3 separate regions of the Mus musculus genome follow, and regions 1 and 3 are each linked to region 2. Evidence: chromatin contacts called from public promoter capture Hi-C data. All regions are on one chromosome and are shown on one strand. Each heading gives the region's core, a stretch centred on a gene start, on an enhancer-like site or on the middle of the called end of the contact. The rest is flanking DNA. Distances are from core to core; before and after follow the strand shown.

Region 1 (4,440 bases), core at 1,650-4,149, 520 kb after region 2:
AGCATAACCTGGCTCTGAACCAGATGTTCTGCTTCAGTAGCTCTGGGATACTGGAACCAGGGCAGCTGTGGATTTTGGAGATGCCAACTACTTCTTTAAAGGAAATGTTTAACAACTCACTGTTTAAATGTGAAGTTGAGAGCTTCTGGGGAGGACATTTTGGCTCTGCATTCTGAAAAACTGACTCGTCTCGAAATTTCTCCGTGTTCTTGTTGGTCTTTCTACATTGTGGATTTCAAGCAGAAGCCAGGGACCCATCTAATTTGGGGTTGGATATAATTTTTAGCTTTGGGTTTGTTCCTGGAGAAGCCTAGAGTCAGATGTAGTGGTCTTGGTGAATTGGGAAGCCCTCTCTTCACTCTTCTCTACTTCTCTAATACACACTGGGGGAAAGAGTCAGAAGAAGTGGTTGGTACCTCCTCTTAAGGCAGGCAGAGAATCAGACATGGCATCAGCACAGACAAACCTCAAGGAGCTGATGGCTCAGAGCTGTCGTGCAGTGTTTTGAGCAGAGCCAATAGCACAAGACCGTGCAGAGAGCCTGTCCCAGGCTTAATTGGTCTGTGCAGTAGATAGAACAGCGATCATGTGGACCGCTCACCCACCGTCCTTCCTGTCCTCCCCACATGGCTTTCACCGGAACTTTCTCCTCAAACACCTCTTCATCACAGGAGGTGGGAAAGACCAGATGACAAGCAGAAGGTGAGCTGTCTTTTTGCCTGGCCACTCTACAAAGGGAACGCCCGTGCCCTTCACACCCAAGACAGATTCAGGCACAGGCTGAATCTAGCTAGGATAGGGACCTGATCAAGGACATTCTCACTGCCCAAAGGGTTGACTGGGCTGCTGCAGTGCTGGGATCCTCTGCCTGAGAAACTATGATCTCTGGACAGGTCAGTTTCCTCTAGCTGAGCTAATGTTTATGGTTCTGTCTATTCTAGAAAATGGGACCCTTATCCTTTCTGCTTCTGGTAAGATCTTTGCCCTATCTTGAGGGAGGGATTGGGAGCACTTCTTGCTGAGTCAGCACCAACTGCATGTAGTAAAGAATGCTCAGCTACTAGCAATAATGTCTTGAACTCAATTTTTCTGCCTAGGTCAGTTGGAAGCTGATTCTGGGCTGAGGGTGGCCACCGGGTGGACCAACCTCAGCCCTGGTTCCTTTGAATACAGTAAATGACAAAGTTCACCCTTCAGCCCTGCTCCCTCCCCTTTCTCACTGAAACTTCAGTTTTCTGGGCTGAGCCCCCAGGCAGAAATTCTGTTCTCCTTCCTTCTTGAGCTGGATGTTGGCACTGCCAAGTTCTGCCGGGGTTGAGCGCCAGGTTGGCAAGGTAGCCCATGCCCCTTGATCAGAACCAGCTGGGCATACAGAAGTTGGACAGTCTCTTTCCAGGTCCGGTTCCCTCTAACGACTTTTACTTACAGGAACCTCAGTTCTGTACCCAAAGACAGTCCCAGCTACCTTGTCCCAGCCCAGCTTCCTCTCCTAGGAAGTCTCAGAGAGTCTCAGATAGTAGAGAATTGCGGGAAGCAGGACCAGGAAGGACAGGGCTCTTTAGCAGTTTTTAATCTCCCTTTGGGAGAAGCAGGTGCCTGGGAACTGTGGAAGACTCAGGATGCTGGGAAGAGACAGAGCCAGCGCCTCTACTGTAAATTGGAAGGGATTTAGGGATTGGGAAGTAGGAAGCCGGGAAGGCAGAAGCTAATGGAGTTACTGCTGTTTCTCAGAAAGAAGAAAGTCCCCTTTGGGGTTGGGCTTGGGAGCGCGAGGGATCCCCCCCCCCCCGTGGGAAGGGAAGAATTGAAAACCATCGAGAGGCAATAGACTGTTAGTCAGGGTCTGCGGAAGGTCCTACCTGCAGGTCGGTCCCATAGAAGGCAGCCATGGACGCATCAGCCACCAGAAGTGTTTCCACGAAGCGAGCCTCGGACACAAACCTCTTGCTTCTAGTTTTGGATCCGAAGGGTGGTGGCACTTTGCGGGAGTCTTCTGTCTCTTTGAGCAACCCCTCCTTGTCCTGCTTCCTGTCCTCTTCGTTGTCACTTCTCTCCTGTCCCTGCCCATTACCCATCTCCACCTCCCACTCCAGTCCTTGAGGGAGGGGGAAAACTTCGGCGGCAGCGAGCCCGGGGTCTTCGCGGCGCTGTCCCGGCCCCCAGCGCTGCAGGCGATGAGGCTGGTCCAGGGAGTCCCCAGCGCCCTGTGGCTGGATGGTGAACTCCTCGCCTGCCAGCAAGAACGAGCCGCTCAGCCCGCGACACAGGCTCATCGCCGCCAGCGACTCCCGTTCTCCATTCACTGTGCCAGAGAAGAAGCAGCCACGCAGTCCCGGCTCGCCCCCGGCCGCCGCGCTCGAGCCCCCGAGGCGCTCGATCTTGAATTCCGGCGCCAGGAAGCTGGCGTCAGGCGCCAGGCGCAGCACGAAGCCCTGGCCGAAGGCGGACAGGTGGAAGGCGAGCTCGCTCGCGCTGCCGGGCAACCGCGTGGGCACCACTAGCTCCGAGGCCTGCGCCCCGGTTCCCGGCCCCGCCGGGGCGCCGCAGACGAGTGGCGGCGGCGGCAGCTGCAATAGCAGCAGCAGGAGGGGCGGCCACCCGGTGGTGGTGGGGTCGCGGAGCATGGGGGCAGAGTGCTGCGGAGCGCGGGAGAGGGAAGAAGATCGCCGCGCGCGGGCAGGTGCTGGTGGCCCGAGGCGGCCGGGCCGCTCTGTCCAGGAAAAATGATCAATCGGATGGGGAGGCCGACTCGGCTAGCGGCAGCAGGCGCGGCGGTCCCCTGGCGGCCCCTCTGGATCGCGCAGCCCGCTCCTCCTGCGCCAGCCAACCTAGCAGAACTCGAGCAGCTGGCGCCCCGGGCCGCGAGCGCGCGTCCTCCGCGGCGTCCCGTGCAGTCGCCTCCTTCCTCGGGAAACACCGAGTGGGCTGCCGAGCCCTTCGTATTTATACTTCCTTCCCGGCTTTGACATAAGAGGTTTATTTTTGATCGCTCACTATTCCCGTTTCCCCTCCCCTGGGGTCAGAGACAGAAACAGAAAAGGAGAGGAGGGGAAAAAAAAGGGATGAAATGTAAAACCAATCAGGAGTCAGTGAGCCCCTCCCGATAGTTAAGTAGTTAAGTGTCAACTACAGCTTTTTTTTTTTTTTTCCTTTTTACGTGACTACGTGAAGACCCATGCCAATTCCTGTAATGCTGGACAGTCCCCCTGAAGGCGAGTCCTAGATGGGAGAGACACTGGCTTCTTCTTGTGCAAGAGCCAGGTGCTGGGGACAGACACACCCTGCTCTGGCCTCAGAGACAGTATGCAGATTTTTGTACAAACCTGGCAGTGTTAAAAGAGGTTTGTGGGAAGGTTCCAAAGCCTTTAATGGTCAAATACAAAGTGAGAGGTAGGAAAGTCATACTGGAATCACGCTGTCCATTAGGAGCACTTCAGAACTTTAAAAATGCCACCTGGTCAAGGTTGTTTTGTTGCTTGCTTCTGAGCATAGTGGGGGTAGTGAGAGGCTACTACCAGGAAAGTAAAATGGATTCAATACCACTACATTTCTCGTTTCCTATGGGAGGAAGTACTTCACCAGTCTGTCTTCTGATGCACAGCTCTGCCAGTTGCCTTGCTGACACGGGGAAAGGTGGCCAGGTCCCTTATACTGTATTGCCCACAGCTCCAAATACATCTAAATATGTGGGGAGATAATTCACTCTGCCACCTTCCTACAGAAGAGAGTGGGATCCAGCAAGAGTGATGACCGTCTTAAGACCACAAACCACAATCTTTGTATCCACTCTAGTATTACCGGTGCAGGTCTAGATTGGATTCAGAATCAACGTTCTCTCAGTACCAGAACAAGTCCTAGCCCCTCGCCCTGTGTCTTTTCTGAGACAATCATGGAGGATACAGCATTTGGCAGCTCACCTACCCCCAACTACGCAGCTCTTTGCTTATGTGAGGGTGCCTACAGTTGAGTCATTCTTACTTCGTTTGGCCGATCCAATCCATTTCTGTAGCTGTGAAGGATTGGCCTATGCAAAAGACTCCTTGGGACTTGTTACCTACAAAGAGGAGTCTCTTAAATTAACTTGTGTCACTACAGAACCTAAGGAAAGGCCCCAGCACCGCAAGCTCTCTCCACTTTTATAGGACTGCAAAGGAGTGGTTGAATCTCCTTCCTTTGCTGTATAGAGAATTGGAAGTTTGGGTAAAACACTCCTAGAGGCAGGGGAATGGAAAGCATCTCTGTTTTCTACCAAAAATGAACAAGATGCTCATCCCTCAACAGTTTAATATCCCTGGGACAGTGTGACCTGTACGGTTAAATGAGCAATCCCTTTTGCCTCAGGGCTGTGGTGACATTTCAATTACTGGTCTTAGCCATTAAGTTCCTTGTTCAGTATTTTCCAGTGTATCCTTTTCCTTTTTCTTTTTTCCTGGTTGTTGT
Region 2 (4,706 bases), core at 36-2,535:
CTTCTAGCTTGTACCAAACCCTGTGTTCAACCACTAGAACTATATAAACCAGACACAGAGGGGTGCACACCTGCAATCCCAGTGCTTGTGAGGTACAAGCAGGAGGACCAGAAACCTAAAGTCATCTGTGGCTCTATGGTAAGGTAGAGGCACACCTGGGCTACATAAGACCCTGCCTCACAAAACATAAATGAAACTGTCAAAGCATCTTTACCAACCAGTAGCTCTATCAATAAAACTGCACACGGCTGTCTCGAGATCTTAGCCTATAAGGAAAGTAAAACAGTCCTGAGCAGAAAGCGTCAGAAGGAACTGGTGACCAAGTGCAGCCTCTCCCTGGCTGATGACTGTGTAGGGCTACTCCCTTTCCTCTGTTTCAAAATCTGCAGGTGTGGACACACTCCAGGACGGGACCTGATCCTTTGCTCTGAGGGCTAGTCCCCAAGCTGAGAATACAGATTTTTATATCGTTTTTGAAAACACAGCAGCTTTTCAGAGGTTCCTCTGCTAGTATCTCTCCCTGAGTTCTTTCTCTGAGTGTGCAGAGAGCTTTAGTGCTGGCATTCTCTTCATGTCTTTAGGAAGTACAAGGGGCAGCAACGGTGCAAAATAAGGTCAGTCTCTTAGCTACAAGTGCTACAGAGAGCAGCCACTATTGCAGCATCTTAAACACCACCCGGGAACTCCTCTCATGCCAATCCAGAACTGTGCCCACCTGACAGATTTTTGTCAAACGTGCACAAAGAAGATTGATTGGATGGATGGATGGATGGATGGATGGATGGATGGATGGATGTAGAAAAGAATAGAATGGAAAAGAAGAAGCCCACGTATCATCCACCGGAGCCTTCCTTGGCGGTGAGTGGTCAGTGACTATTTGTCCTGCGTGTTAGCTGTGGTTTTCCTGGCTGGAGAAATTCAGAGCTAGTCCCACTCAGAGCATTCCCTTCCTCCCAGGCCAGAAATCGCTTTGCATAACAGGAAGTCTCCATAAGTAGTGCACCTGGATGATCCAGGAACCTGGCTGGGCTTTCGGGAACACACTTTTAAAGGAGTGCCTGTGGTCCCCGAAAGCCTCTCTGAAGCAGGGGACTCTCTGAAGCAGGGGACTCTCTGAAGCAGGGGACTCTCAGAAACAGGGGACACTCGGAAGCAGGGAAAAGGTGCTTGGAAGAAAAGTACTGTGCTGAGCCACCTGAGGTCGTGCTAGCAGCAGGGTTAGGGCCATCTGAGGTTGCCAGCTCCTGCAGCGGGCGGGGCCGGGCGGGGCAGGGTGCAGACGCTTGCACCTCCTGGGCACCCGCGGTCACACGTGTGACCGAAGCTGGCAAGTGGACACCTCTGAGGCTCGGAAGAGGTAGGATTCCCGCTGGGTCAGGGGCTCAGGGCCGGGAGAAAGGGAGGCACCACCTGGGAAGGGAGGTGAGGATCCGGAGTCGGATCCTCAGGAAGGAGACAGAGAAGCGCTCACTCAGATGGAGGGAGGGTGCTGGAGTGCAGAGGGAGTCTAGTACCTAGGAAGCCGTTGGTTAGCCCCTTCGGGGCTAGGAGTAGTCCTCCTCACCAGCTCCCCCCGGGAGTTGCTCCTCTGTACTGTCCCCGGGGTCCTGGAACGATTCGGGTCCACAGCGTTACTGCGACTAGGTGACTAGGTGCGAAGCCTGGCATTCATTCTCAGGGAAGCAGGCGCTCCACCTTAGGTGGTGTGCCTATTAAGGAGACCTCGAGTTGTTTTCAGGGTGCCAGAATGACTCGCGCTCACTTGCACCCCATCTGTCGCTAAGACTCCATAAATACAGGAACCAGATACATTCCTCAGGCCGGGAAGTCTGATAATGAGAGACGGTTGATAACAGCTCCTCCAGGCCATCGTTTGGCCTCCGCTTCTAAAAGCCAAGAGTAAAGCCTTGGCCTTAGCAAGGAGAGCCTGAAAGTGGGGGCACCTGCCTGAATCCAGAGGGACTGAGTGGAGACAAGGCCCACCGTAATGGGAAAAAAAAAGATCTGTACTTCAGCAGGGAAAGGTGGGGCCTCATAAAATGGAACTTTAAAAGCGTAAGAGCAGTTGCCTCGCCTAAGGTCTCAGCAACGGCTGCTGCTTGCTGCTTCGTTCCATCTTTCCTGCCCCCCACACACTGCTCCCCCTGTCGCCCTTCCCTGGGTTCTATTTGACTTTGGGATTAGCATAGTTATCAAAGCTGGGAAGGCAGATGCATTTTATCTAACTACACACCTATCTAAATAGCTACTATGGTTTATTGTTCACAAGCAACCTACGCTTTCGGTTTTTTTGTCAATATGAGCTTTCTACGCAGTAGAGACTGGATTTTGAACGCCAAAGAGGCAGCTCTTTATGACAGTTTGTTGGCTTAGTAATAATGTGGTCACCTGCTGTTCTATAGTCTCCGGAAAAGACAAGAGACGGATAGTACCGCTGCACTGAATAGGAACCACTGTTTTAACAAAGGATGAGCATCGAGCAAGGTTTTATCTGGTTGCACAGTACCTGTAATAGTATTACAGAAACCAAACGTTCTTCCCTCTTACCAAAGAGCTTCAGTTTGCTCTTGTTTAGGAAGGTGGAAACAGGTACCATGGCGGCACTTTCCTTTGTATTCTGTGGTCCTTTCCCCTGCCTTCCTGGTGGATGCTGCCTCTGATGGCCAAGCTGAAGCTGTTGAATCTCACGGGATGCATCAGTCACTGTATCTGGTGTCTTCCCTGAAATGTTTTTGGCTAAAGCTATGACTTAATCTTAGCAAATGTTACTTTGAGGTGAGCACTGGAGAGGAGAGAGATTAAGAGGATTTCTGAGTCTTCCCATTACTTCAGGATGGTATCAGCTTCATGCTCAGTTGTACAAAGTGCAGACACCATGTATGATCAAGAGACGATCAAAGGTTATCACTCTTTTGCTTGTTGAACACAGTAGGTAAGGACAGCTTTGCCACTTAGAAAGCTACCTTCATAGCTGAAGTACCTGAGATTGCAAAACTTTTTAATTATAGGGAAATAAGTCACTGGTATGTTAACAAAAAATAGGTAGCTATATAAAAACATTTCATTTCCATATGTTTTACAGATGGTCATAAGACAAACAATAAATTGCTTACAACATTGCACCATACTTCAGTGAAAAATCAGAGGACACACACACATGTACTGAACTCTGAACTTTTCTACCCTTTTGACCACCCAGTTCCTTCTTCCTAGCCTTCTCTAGAGCTAGAAATGAAAACAGATTAAAGTTTAACTCTTTAGGTTTCTTTTATTGACATCCTTTAAAAGTAGATGAGCACAAGGCCCATATTAAGAGACCTGAAGAAAATTGAAAAAGTCTTTCAGTCACCTGGATGTGGTGCAGAGTTATAATGTAATGGCAAGCCACAGTGGTCCACAGCCAGGAGTTGGATCTCACAAAGCATCATCAGTATCTTGTGGGTAGGACAGCAAAATGGTGATTTAGAGACCACGGCATGACTTATGTACTAGGAGATAAGAGAAGGATCGCTAGTCCCTATGCAAAGACACTGAAGTCAAGCCATTTTGTACCTGTTCAGTGCTGTCCAGTTATGAAATGGCAGAGCCAAGCTCCAACTAGAATGTTTCCCAGAATATTCCAGTTCATACTAGGTTATTTTGTACAATTATTTTAAGTTTTATGATAGATTATAATTTGTTTCTCCTAAACATTCATATTCATTTTTATATATTGTTTGTTCTTTGAGAATTTCACAAATATATCCAATGTCTTTTGATCATATACATCCCACAATTTCCTCCCTCCAACTCATCCTGGACTACAACACACACACACACACACACACACACACACACTTTCCCTACCAATCTCATCTCTTTTCTCCTTTTTAAAAAAAAACCTACTAAATCAAATCAGTATTCCAACCATTCCTATGACTGTGGTGCCATTCACTGGAGTGTGAACCATCACAGCCCTGAAGGAAAAAATGACAAATCCTCCCCAAGTGGAGCCCAGTAGCCATTGACTGCCAATAGCTCCACAGCTAAGAATGGTATCCCATGTGTCCCTCTGCTGCCCATTCCGGAATGTTGATTGTCTTGACCTTGTGCAGGTCTTCAAGTCTTACACAGGTAACCAGTTACTGTGAATTCATGAGTAGCAGCAATTAAAAAAAAAAAAATCAGTTCTCAGAGCTTTCCCTAACCTTGGACTCTTAAAAACTTTCTGCCATTTCTTCTACAATGTTCCCTGCACCCTGGGTGGGGAGAGAGGTTATATAGACACACATTTAATGCTGAACACTGCATGGTGGTTTATTCTTTGTATTTTAATCAATTGTGTGTCTCTTCACTAATCACTGACCACTGCAAAAAGTAGCTTCTCAGATGAGAGCTGAGAACCACACTAATTTATGGATATGAATGGAAGTATTTAGAAGCCAGTTGATATTTAACTTAACAACAGCAGTAGGCTCTCCCCTAGAGCTCATGATCTCTCCAGCTGCAGGTTCCTGACCAGGGTTATGATACCAAGCATGAGATTCCCACTATGGAGTGATCCTTACATCCAATAAAAAGCAGCCAGTTACCGACACAGCACTCATGCCACTATGACGACATTGGTAATATCCTTCCAGGTCAGTCGTTACTGTTGCTCTCAAGAGTTCACAGCTGAATAAAACTGTTGCCTTTCTGCCCTTGTAGAATGCATAGAATTGTCCAGC
Region 3 (4,278 bases), core at 578-3,077, 880 kb before region 2:
TCTTCAGAAAGGAGGAGACCTCAACTTTGAGAATGACTCCCTAAGCTCTGGCCGTAGGGCATCTTCTTAGTTAGTGACTGATGGCAGAGGGCCCAACCCACTGTGGGTAGTCCCACCCCTGGATTCTATATTAAGTCAGACTGAGCAAGCCATGATGAGCAAGCCGGTAAGCACCACCTTTCATGTCCTCTGCATCAGCTTCTGAGTCCAGGTTCTGGTCATGTTGAGCTCCTGTCCTGACTTCCTTCAGTGATGGACTGTGAATGTGGAGGCAGAAGCCGAATAAACCCTCTCCTTTGGGTGCTGAACCCCAAAAACTGTGTAACAGACAGAGAGATGTTAAGGTTGGGACTAGTGAAGGCACCAGCAGACAGCCACGTGCTGGCTCTCCCAGACAGCAGCCCTCCCTGTGCAGTGAGTGACATTCCTGTCTTTCCTACGGTTCATTGAAGAATAGAGTCCTCTATGCTCAAAGCCAAGAACAGTCCACAAAAGAGGGAGAGTGGGGTTTGTGCCTGCAATGAGAAAGACCTAGGCTGGGGTAGAGACTAACAGTGGATTCCCAGAAGGAAGGATATTCAGACCCCCAGAGCAGCAGCCAATGTGGTCTGTACATGGAGGCTGTCACACAGAAAATGAAATACATTCAAGAGATCTATGCAGAGAAGTAGAAACAGAATAATGTACAACGGACTGGAAGGTGGGTGGAACCTTGAGGAAACACGGGGGTTCGGGGGCCGGGGGCCTTTTAATGCCATCATTGAAAAGCTTTTTCCTTCAACACATGTACATAGGACGTTGCAACAGAAATGACATTATAGTTTTAATATTTTACAAGAAGAACTTTTGGGAACAGAGAAGAAAGTAGAGAGTGGGAGGAAAGGCCAGCCCCCTTACCTGAAGATGGTTCAGGTCTCACTTGCCTTTCAAGGGAAGGCCATATCCATTTCAATGAATAGCCATTCCCACTCACCTATAGACTACCCTAAGCAGAATGCTCCAACAAAAGACCCACTTCCCTTCTCCCTTCTCTAGACTTTCCCCTTCAGTTATAATCAGGTCCCAGTCTCAAGAGCCAGACCCAGTAACAGCTTAAGGTCCCCCCCTAGACTGTGACTCCGGACTTCCAGGGGAATGTCCCCCACCTGCTGCATCTGGCTTCTTGATAGGCAGGGAAGTTCGGACAACAGCCCCCTCAAAGTGCCCAGAATGACTGAGCAGGTGTTCCCCCCTCCCCTTGCAAGGCTCTGAGCCTGAATTTTCTGCCCTAAGAGTTTCTTCTGTCTGCTCCTCCGCACCCTCTAAACACAGGCACGCGGGCGCTCACACACGTGCGGGGGCGCTTACACACGCGGGCGATCACACACACACATGTACACGTGAGCTTTCCCACATATTCACGGGAAGCTCTCACACACATCTGGTGGCGCAGGTCTCTGACCCTCGCTTAAGCGTGGCCAGAAGCACAGGAGCATCAACAAGGAGGTCTTGGAGGGAGGTGGCGAAGGGGGAGTAGTGGGCAGGAGAGTAGGGAGGAGGCTGCCCGCTCTCTCTGGCCCTGCGTCCGGCACCGGACTCCTTCCAAGTGACTGTGACCCCCGATACCAACAGCCCCCACCCATCTCCACCATATACCCCATTGTGCAAGCATTTCTCCCATTGCTGCCTTTCTTTGTGGTTCTCCTTTGCCTGTGGCCCTTTAAATCGCGTTCTATCCAGAGATTCAATTGTAGGGGGACAGAGGGAGGAGAACCCGGGAGGGGGGGCGGGGGGACGGGAGGAGATGGGGAGGGAGAAGAGAGGAGGGCGGAGAGGAGAGGGACAGCAGAGAGCCTCCCGCTGTTCTCTCTAGATAGAAGGGCGAGGCAGACCGGTGAAGGGGCGGGAGGTTTAGACGCCTCTGCTAGCTGGACCTGCGACACCAGAGTGGCTCGGGGCGTCTGCCCGTCCGTAGGCAATGCCTGAGGCTAGGGAATCCCCTGGAGAGCCCTGAGAGCCACCTGCACCGCCTTGGAAGGATCTCCAGAAGTTAGCCCCAAGGGTTCGGAGAAGCTCTCTGCGCTACAAGTAAGTTGTCTCCTTTCTCTCGCGTCCCTCCCCCAGCCCAGCGACTCCCCAAACCGGACCCTCACTAGGTGTCCTGTGGTTCTAAAAGAAGGCTTTCCCCTACCGGAGCCTGTCGGGTTGAGACAGGATGGGAACAAGATCCGGTGGTCCAAAGTTCAACAAACTGAAGCTGGCCTTAGCTGCCGGCCTCCCCAAGATGAGGAGTCCAGCCTCCCCAGGACCATAAACGCCCTGCTCCCAGAACCAGACCAGGATACCTGCGGGACTGAAACCTTCCATCTTTGGCTTGCTTGGCCAGGCCTTGGGAGGAGATAGAGAGAACCTTGCTCCCAGAAACAGCTTCAGGTGGGGGCAGAGATGGTCGGGTAGGGCGACCCCCTGGACTGTAGACTCTCTGCCCCAGCTGCTTTCTAATCTAACTGCTTTGCGGTACCAGTCTTCTCAGAATTGGTCACTACCTGTATGCTTTCCTTCTTTTGAAAACATTTCTGCAATTGTTCAAAAGAAGGGTTAAAGATAAAAGGTGGAGGAAGACAAGCTATAGCATTTTCCTGATGGTGGCTCTCCTTGGAGATCTGCTCTGTAGCACCTGATTCTGCCAGGGCCTCCTTTAAACGCAAGGGCAGGCCACTAGGAGGGGGGTTTCTAGCCTGGGACTGTGGAGCAGTGTTCAGTGTTGGCTTCTCGAAATTTCATGGGCTATTCCCAAAAGGCAGTGGAGACTCTAGCCTGCCCAGCATCCATACCAAGATCCCGGGGCGCTATCGAGGGGAACCTTTCAAACACCAGGCAAACAGTGGGAATGCAAATGCTCACTGTGACTCTTCTCAGTTAAACGGAGACTAGCAAGCCTGTCCCACAGCACAGAAATGGCAGCTCTGAGAGGGTGAGTAACTGAGATTACAACGGGAGAGTCTCCACAGTATCTGACTCCAAAGTGTAGCTATTCTTTCTCCTAAGCAAGCTGCCTGGGCCACCGAGCATGGGAATCCCTGCGGAGAAGCAGGGGACAGCAGCTAATATTTACAGAACCGGGGTGTTGAGCTGGAACGGGGTCCTGGGAGTTAACCTGTGGGGCAGAACTACGTTTTCTTGCTTTCTAGAGGGAACTAAAGTACACGGATGTCTGAGCTCTAAAGGGAGGTTCTAATCTTCACAGTCCTTGCCAGCCCCTGGCTTCAAATCCAGAGCTTATTACCAAACACTAACCCTGTAAGGTATACCACCTTCCTGGGATCCATGCCTTTGCTTAGCAATAGTCTCTCTCCACCTCCTTTGTTATTTGAGACACAGGTTATCACTATTCAGACCTGGCTAGCCTAGAACTCACTATGTAGACCAGATTGACTTCATAGACACCTGCCCACCTCTGGAGTGCTGGGATTAGAGGCATGAGCCACCATGTCTGTTTTACATGCATGCAGTCTTGAGTTCCAACCCAGGGTTTCCCAGGCTCTGGCAGGTGAGCTGAGCTGTGGGATTTATAAAAGGATTAAATTGGGCTGTGCCATCAAAGGCTTAGCTAGACTCCTTGGGATCAGAGACTTTTGAGTAAGTCCCCGATATACTTATCTTACAGGGGAAGGCTCAGCTTCCAGTGGGAGCCCTAGGGAACAGGGTGTACTTGGGAGCATGGCAGCATCAGATCACCACTGAAAGAGGTGCCATCCCAGAGATAACTTCATCCTCCAACAGCACCCAGCCATCTTCCCCACGCTGACCACCTAGCTGCCCAACAGCAAAAGCACCCACCACTCTGCCACCGCCTCTCCAAGATGGCTACCTACTGCTGGCCGGGCACTCTGAAACAGCACTTCTTGCTTAAGAGCACATCTGCTTTAAGCATAAAATGAGTGTGTTCTATGCTCCATCTAGCAAGCAGGTCAGTTGTGGGAGGGGAGAAGGCAGGAGGGAGGGCGGGAGATGGATGGAGTTGGTCATCCCTTCTGCCCAGAGCTGTCCCAAAGCAGAGATTTCTACTCTGTATAAGTCAGATCTCAGAAGGATTCCCCAGTGTATATTCCCCCGAGGCTGCTTTCTGTATCCTGACATTCAGAACACTCTTTTCATGGGTCCCATGGATATAATAAGGTATCCTTGTGACTGTATCCTGTTGGCCTTGCTCTTTATGGTACATGATGAACAGGCTGCAAGGTTCCTCTGTAAGGGACCTTACAAGTGTATGACTGGGTTTCTGATCCATGAATTCAA

Evidence for each region. Promoter capture Hi-C pulls out the DNA fragments that hold promoters and counts their contacts. Capture Hi-C pulls out chosen DNA fragments and counts their contacts.
Region 1: a contact with region 2 is called in a promoter capture Hi-C map of liver, with 2.6 times the contacts expected there. The contact joins the promoter of Adamts8 here to the promoter of Tmem45b in region 2. A contact is called at or near these places in 2 of 39 promoter capture datasets (pre-B cells and stem cell-derived epiblast-like cells) and 1 of 9 other capture datasets (liver).
Region 3: a promoter capture Hi-C map of embryonic stem cells shows a contact between it and region 2, with 2.8 times the contacts expected there. The contact joins the promoter of Kcnj5 here to the promoter of Tmem45b in region 2. A contact is called at or near these places in 4 of 39 promoter capture datasets (embryonic stem cells, hippocampal neurons, liver and 1 more).

The regions. Positions count from the first base shown.
Region 1 is chr9:30,941,021-30,945,460 of GRCm38.p6, reverse strand. Adamts8 (a disintegrin-like and metallopeptidase (reprolysin type) with thrombospondin type 1 motif, 8) reads right to left here and starts at 2,899. Exons shown (of 9, transcript NM_013906.3): 1 at 1,860-2,899. The coding sequence starts at 2,624.
Region 2 is chr9:31,460,817-31,465,522 of GRCm38.p6, reverse strand. Tmem45b (transmembrane protein 45b) reads left to right here and starts at 1,285. Exons shown (of 6, transcript NM_144936.1): 1 at 1,285-1,357.
Region 3 is chr9:32,341,893-32,346,170 of GRCm38.p6, reverse strand. It overlaps Kcnj5 (potassium inwardly-rectifying channel, subfamily J, member 5), which reads left to right and starts at 1,827. Exons shown (of 4, transcript NM_010605.5): 1 at 1,827-2,067; 2 at 3,647-3,949.